Regions from separate parts of the Arachis hypogaea genome. Here region 2 is linked to region 1. The links are chromatin contacts, called in public Hi-C maps. All regions are on one chromosome and are shown on one strand. Each heading gives the region's core, a stretch centred on a gene start, on an enhancer-like site or on the middle of the called end of the contact. The rest is flanking DNA. Distances are from core to core; before and after follow the strand shown. Region 1 holds the start of LOC112743818 (small ribosomal subunit protein eS25x). Region 2 has its middle 16 kb from the start of LOC112743007.

Region 1 (3,096 bases), core at 150-2,649:
GGATGTTAAATTCACGGATGGGCCCACAATGAGATTTTTGGAAGGCCCATTTATTTTCAGGCCCACTATTAAAATAAAGTTGAAAAGCAAATGAAAAAAAAAAAACCCCACTGAAATAACATATTCGGCGTTTCGTGGTATACCGAAAAAAATATATATATTTTGTTTCGTGAACAATATTCTGTTTTTATTTCTAATATTTTATATTTCTTAAAAGGAAAAGTCAAAATGGAAAATGAAAAAAATTTAATAATTATAGTGTATAATTAGTGAAAACATTTTCTATTTCCATTTTCTATCATTATTGATAGCGGGTTAATTAAATTCAAGGTAAACCACCGAAAATACATTTGAAGTATTTTAGGGCTGGCAAAAATATTTTCGAATTTTATTATAGATAAAAATATTTTCAAATTATTTAAAAATGTGACAAAATGTCTAACATTAAATATATATTATAAAAAAATATTTTAAAAATTAAATTTTGATGCAGTTTTTTTGTAAGTATTATTAGAAAAATAAGATATATTTATTCTTAAAGTTGTGATCTTTCGCTAAGTATATATATTTTTTTGTAATTTATTTTTCAACAACCAATATTTCTTTTAAAAAATAAAAAAAATCTAAAAGTCAAATTTTTTTTAAATAGTTATCTAACTATTCCTATCAAATTGTAGATCAAATACGTATGCGATTTGTTAAATACAAAAATCATTTGTCACTTATATAAAAATATAATTTTTTGACATTTTTATCGCGTTTTTAAATAATTTAAAAAAAAATTTATCGATAACAAAATTCAAAAATATTTTTATCAGAGGCAAAATAATTCGAGTAAATCTTTTATAATTTATCCTTAAATTCAATAAATAAAAGAAGTTTGTTACTTGAAAAGCCTTGGCCTTGAACGTTGAGCATGTTCTAAGTTCTAACCAAAACTAAATGCGGTAGTTGATTACCACCTTGGTCCAGCTTGACAATGACTAATCGACATTACACCCATTGTTTCTAACAATTTGTGGGCTGAACCAGGAAAAGACGTCACTGTTATGAATTCTTGTGCATTGTTGTTGAACTCATGCTTTGTGGGGTACTGGTTTTCAAGCTGTTTATGAGAGAATCTTTTTGTAAAAGATTGTTGAACAGTAGTTTTATAAATTGCTTAAATACAAGTTTATATTTTCCATAATAATGTAATTTGTCACTATAATCTTGACACTGATTTATTCAGTTGTCTTCTTATCATTTGATGACTGTTGCTTCATTCGAAGAAAATAATGTAGATAGATTAAAGTTGAACCCAACATGTCAACATGATTAATAATAATTAAACCCATCATGAATGGTCTCAATTGCTTGTTGACCTGGTATTCACTCTTGCTACATAAACTTCCACTTCAAGTTAAAAAAAGGAAAATAGTTTTTGTTTTTTCTAACATCCAAATAACTTGATAATTGCATCCCTGGGTGTAGTTATATGATAAGATCATATAAAATTCTAACGTGAAAGGATTCATTCCCCTCCCTTCACCATGGAGGTTGTGAGGATGGTGCTTTCAGTAAAGCCATGAGATCATTGCAGCTTCAAAATGCAGAAAATGCCATTTGAAAGAACACAATATTCAGTGAAAACAAAATACTAAAATCTGATAATGAGAATAGAATTTAAGATCCAAATGGTCAAATTTGCAATTCAGTTATACAATCTGTACAAGAGATTGAACTAGCCACCTTATTTCTGACTATATGTCAAATTAACAAGGGGACTTGACCAAGATCATAACATAGTTAAGCTTATAACATAATAACACCCTAGGTAGTAAAAACAACATCCAAGTAGTTTGCATAGTACACATCAAGCACCTAATAACTAGGCACAACATGAGACTGCTGTTGTTGCTCTTCCGGCACCACTTCATGCTGTGGTGGTTGTTCTCCCTGCCATGACCAAACAATGTCCTTGAGTGCCGGCCGAATGTCATGTTTCAGAAGCTTCTTGTACTCCACTGTGTCACCATTGACCTTTCTCAACTCTACCAGATGGAACTGTGGGGTTATCTCGAAAATCTCAGCAGCAATGCCCAAGATCCCTTTTCTGCCTTCCTTGGAACCTTCTAACTTCAACAAACCTCCGTCTTTCTTCTTCACTTTTAACCGAAAGCGCTTGCAAATGTCTTCCAACTTAGAGAATATGGTCGAGGCGGACTTGTTAGATGTGAACCGGACCTCTTTCTTTTGCTCAGTATCCTCAAACAAACCGGATAAGTCAAAGCCGGAGGAGAAAGAGATTATGTCAAAGGCATTTAAATTGAAAGGTTTTCCCTGCTCTTTCTTGGGCTTTGCAATTGGACAGTTCTCGCATGTGTCGAAAACATCTTCGGCATCCAGAGGGGCTAGCTCTTTGTTTTCAGTTGCAGTAATCACAGACTTGTCTAACCCCTTTTTAAACCAAGAACTTTCCATGATTTTGGCCATTGATATCCTTGTCCTTGGGTTTGGATCCAAGATTTTGGACAACAATCGGCGAACATCAGGTGCAAACCACTTAGGAAATTTGAATTCCGCCTTACCGATTTTCCTATACATCTCCATCAGATTTTTATCCTGAAATGGAAGATAACCAGCCAACAGAGCAAACAAGACTACCCCGCAGGACCATATATCAGCTTTCACCCCATCATAACCCCTTCTGTTTATCACTTCTGGCGCAACATAGGCCGGCGTACCACATGTTGTATGGAGTAATCCATCTTGGTGCTTCGATTCAGCAAGAGCACTCAATCCAAAGTCTGAAACCTTCAAATTCTCATTTTCATCCAATAGTAGATTTTCTGGTTTCAAATCTCGATGGCACACCCCCCGGCTGTGACAATAGTCGACTGCACTAATCAGTTGCTGAAAGTATCTCCTGGCAACATCCTCTTTGAGTTTTCCTTTAAGTATCTTGTTGAAGAGCTCACCCCCTTTTGCATACTCCATGACGAAGTAGATTTTGGTTTTACTGGCCATTACCTCATAAAGCTCCACCACATGCGGATGCTGAATTAGTCTCATCACCGAAATTTCACGCTTAATCTGTTCAATCATCCCAACTTT
Region 2 (3,245 bases), core at 717-3,216, 280 kb before region 1:
GTATGTATATATATGGATGTACTCTTTATGAGTTTCTGTAAGTTGTATGGTATGTATGGATGTACGTTGTATAGCAAAAGTATTTTTGGAGCGGTTTTGCGGTTTAAAGTTTTAAACAGGCTCATATTTTAGTATTAAATAATATAAGAGTCGTCGTAATGTCTGAACTATCAGAGTCGCGCAGCCGGAAGTGTGAGCTTTGGTAGTTAGGGTGTTACATTATGGTATCAGAGCCGGAACCCGGATCGATGTGCCAGCGAGGGCGCTGGGCTCCCTTAGGGGGTGGATTGTAAGGCCCACATCGGTTGGGGAGGGGAACGAAGCATGCCTTATAAGGGTGTGGATACCTCTCCCTAGCATGACGCGTTTTGACGAGTGAGTGTGGGGGCCTCGGCTAGCATCCCTATCGTCAAAGACAAAACCGTGAGGACTTGTGTGCCAAAGCGGACAATATCGTGCTAGCGGGTGGTCTGGGCTATTACATATGCCATGTCATCTTGATAGAAAAAGACGTCTTCCTTTGCACCCTACTACTGAGCATGCGAAGGCTTGGCATCGAAGATCTCCTCTATCCACTTCCACTACAGAGTGCTGGTACCATATCTGGAAGTTCCTCAAGTAGCCACCCACTGGCTCTCCATTGGTGAGTAACCCAAGTGTATGTGGGTCTTCGGACGCCAACACTCTACGAATGCAAAAATTGGGGTTTTGTCTAACAGAAAGTCCTTGACCTGTATTATGTTGCCAAACCTAACCTCCCTCAAGTAAGGAAAAATGACATCCGATGGTGCAAGAATAATGTGCCTAACTCGCATAAAAAGTAGGAGATAAGGCCTCTGTTAAATTAAAAAATGAATTAATATGTAACATATTTCAAAATAGAATTAAGAATATAAAATACGAAATAAAAAAATTAAAATGTAATAAACAATTATTTTAAATGTGATACTTTAATATTTTTTAAAATTACTAAATTAATTCCTAACATAAATATTAAAATAAAAATAAAAATTATTAAAAAACTATTTCAAATGACAGTAAATTTATTGTCATGCATTTATTTTCTAAATCAAACATTTAAAATACTTATTTACAAAAATTCCATCTAATATTCACTAAGACAAGTTACTTAAAATATATATCAACAATTAATAAAAACTAAAAAACAACTAACCTAAGTTATGTTCCTGACACAACACCTATTTTAGTCATACATATTAATACATATTTAATCTATAAAAATACAATAACTATAATTATATGTTTTTTTATTGATCAAAAGAAAATATAATAACACTAACATGAAAGTTAATCACTCCAGCGATATGCCATATCGCGTTCAGACGGTTAATATCGTCATTCCTTGTATCTTCGCGCGTCATAAAGTCAAAATATCTCAAGAAAAAGATTTAAGAGGAAGAAAGGCAGTGAAAAACGTTTGAAAATGATACTTCAAAAGTGCTATATTGAACGAGTTATATATATAGGTGCCGTTTAATTTGTGCAAATCTTGTTTTGCAGTATAAACGAATTGATAATGCACGTATCTTGTTTACATTGTAAACGAGATATGCTCTGTTACACAATACGTGTGCACCTGCGACACATTCATCGATGTACATATTTTATCTTGTTTACAGTGTAAACAAAATATGTACATAATCAATTTGTTTACACTGTAAACGAGATAAGTAATAAGATTTAAAAACGTAAATTGTCTTTACATGAGCTATTTCAGTAAATAAAAGAATTAAATTATTTATTTAAAAAGAAATCCCACAAACCTTACTATAATAATTTTATATACCTATTTCTTATCTAAAATTTATTGGTTTTTTTTTTTTTTTGGTCTTGATCTAAAATTTATTGTTTAAATAACTTTGGTTGACCTCATTTAGCTTACACTTCAGTGTAATTTGTTTTTTTTTTTCCCGGAAAAAGTCTAGGACCACCAAATTGACCCATACTAACATAACAAAAAGTTGAGCCATTTTTTTACGAGAAAAGAGAATTTAGCCCATTGTACAAATTTATTCTATTCTTCCCATGATGTATTCATGGCCAACTTACCAAAAACATTTGGATGTAGTAGAAATGACTATTTTCAAATACAAAAGCAGGCACATTCTGAAAAACCCAACATTAAAATCATATCTTATAAATGTCCAAACCTAAAGAGGAAGCTCAAGTTAGATGACCCAAAAAGAATGCGCATCTGTTTACCCAAAAAAACAAAAGGAAGAGAAAACACGTATCATGTTTTTTTTTTTTTTTTTTTTTTTTTTTGTTAAAAGACAAAATACAAAAAATACAATTAAACAAAAAAATTTGGTTGAAAACGTAAGAAACAATAGATAACAAAATAGGTAAAATATCTATTTTAAAGCAGTGGTAATACTATTTATATTTAAAATCAATTTTGTCTATTTATATCACATTCTAACGTTAAGAATCCGTTTTACTTTTACTGCCACTTGATTCCTTAAAAGGGATGGAAGTAAAATGCTTGAAAATTAACGCAAAAGAAAGGAAGTTGAATTGTACTTAATTTTTTTTTTTTTTTTGAAGTTTGACTAAAAATAATAAACTTGAAAAACTTATCAAGTATTTGGACTTGAACAGTAAAATATAGAAGTTAAAAAAATTGTTCATAAGGTGTCAAATTAAACTTAAAATCTATAAATGCATGAAAGGCGTTCACAAGATAATAGACTATAATATATAATTGTTTGATCGAGACTCGTTTATATCCAATTTTTATCAATAATTGATATTTTCACTATAATAATTCAATGTTATAAGATAGTATTTAGAATAGTCTTCACAAACTTTTTACTTTAAATCCATCATAATATAAAATATTTTTATATTTTTTTAAGTATTCTAAAGTTAAGCCTTAGACTCAGAATTTAAAGATACAAGAATCTTAGATATTTTTATTACAGGTTTTTAATCACTATTAGATCAAAGTATAATGAGTATTAAAATGGTGTATATGAGATCACATACATGTACAAAATTTGGGATCTAATTCCAGAATTTTATTAAGTGTTAAAATTTTGGAGATACGTATAGTAATCTGGTGTATAATATATAAATATAACATAGATTACAGACAATTAATTAAGAATAATCTTCTAAGATGAGAAAATATTTATAAAGAAAAATCTAAAAATTAAATTGATGAAACATTTTATATATATATATATATATATTTATTTATTTTGAACAACACTTCGTTAGTT

The links. Hi-C and Micro-C count contacts between places; a contact is called where the count stands out from the background.
Region 2: a contact with region 1 is called in a Hi-C map of leaf, with 2.8 times the contacts expected there. The contact joins the enhancer-like site here to the promoter of LOC112743818 in region 1. A contact is called at or near these places in 2 of 8 Hi-C or Micro-C datasets (leaf and an unstated tissue).

The regions. Positions count from the first base shown.
Region 1 is chr14:118,290,725-118,293,820 of arahy.Tifrunner.gnm2.J5K5, reverse strand. LOC112743818 (small ribosomal subunit protein eS25x) reads right to left here and starts at 1,399. Exons shown (of 4, transcript XM_025793169.3): 1 at 1-1,399. LOC112743817 (CBL-interacting protein kinase 2) reads right to left here. Exons shown (of 2, transcript XM_025793166.3): 2 at 1,665-3,096. The coding sequence ends at 1,864.
Region 2 is chr14:118,566,597-118,569,841 of arahy.Tifrunner.gnm2.J5K5, reverse strand. No RefSeq gene overlaps it. Among protein-coding and RNA genes, the nearest start is that of LOC112743007, 16 kb to the right of the region's middle. Within about 2 kb of position 1,966, at least 1 of the 3 cell types and tissues checked has open chromatin away from gene starts, as enhancers often do.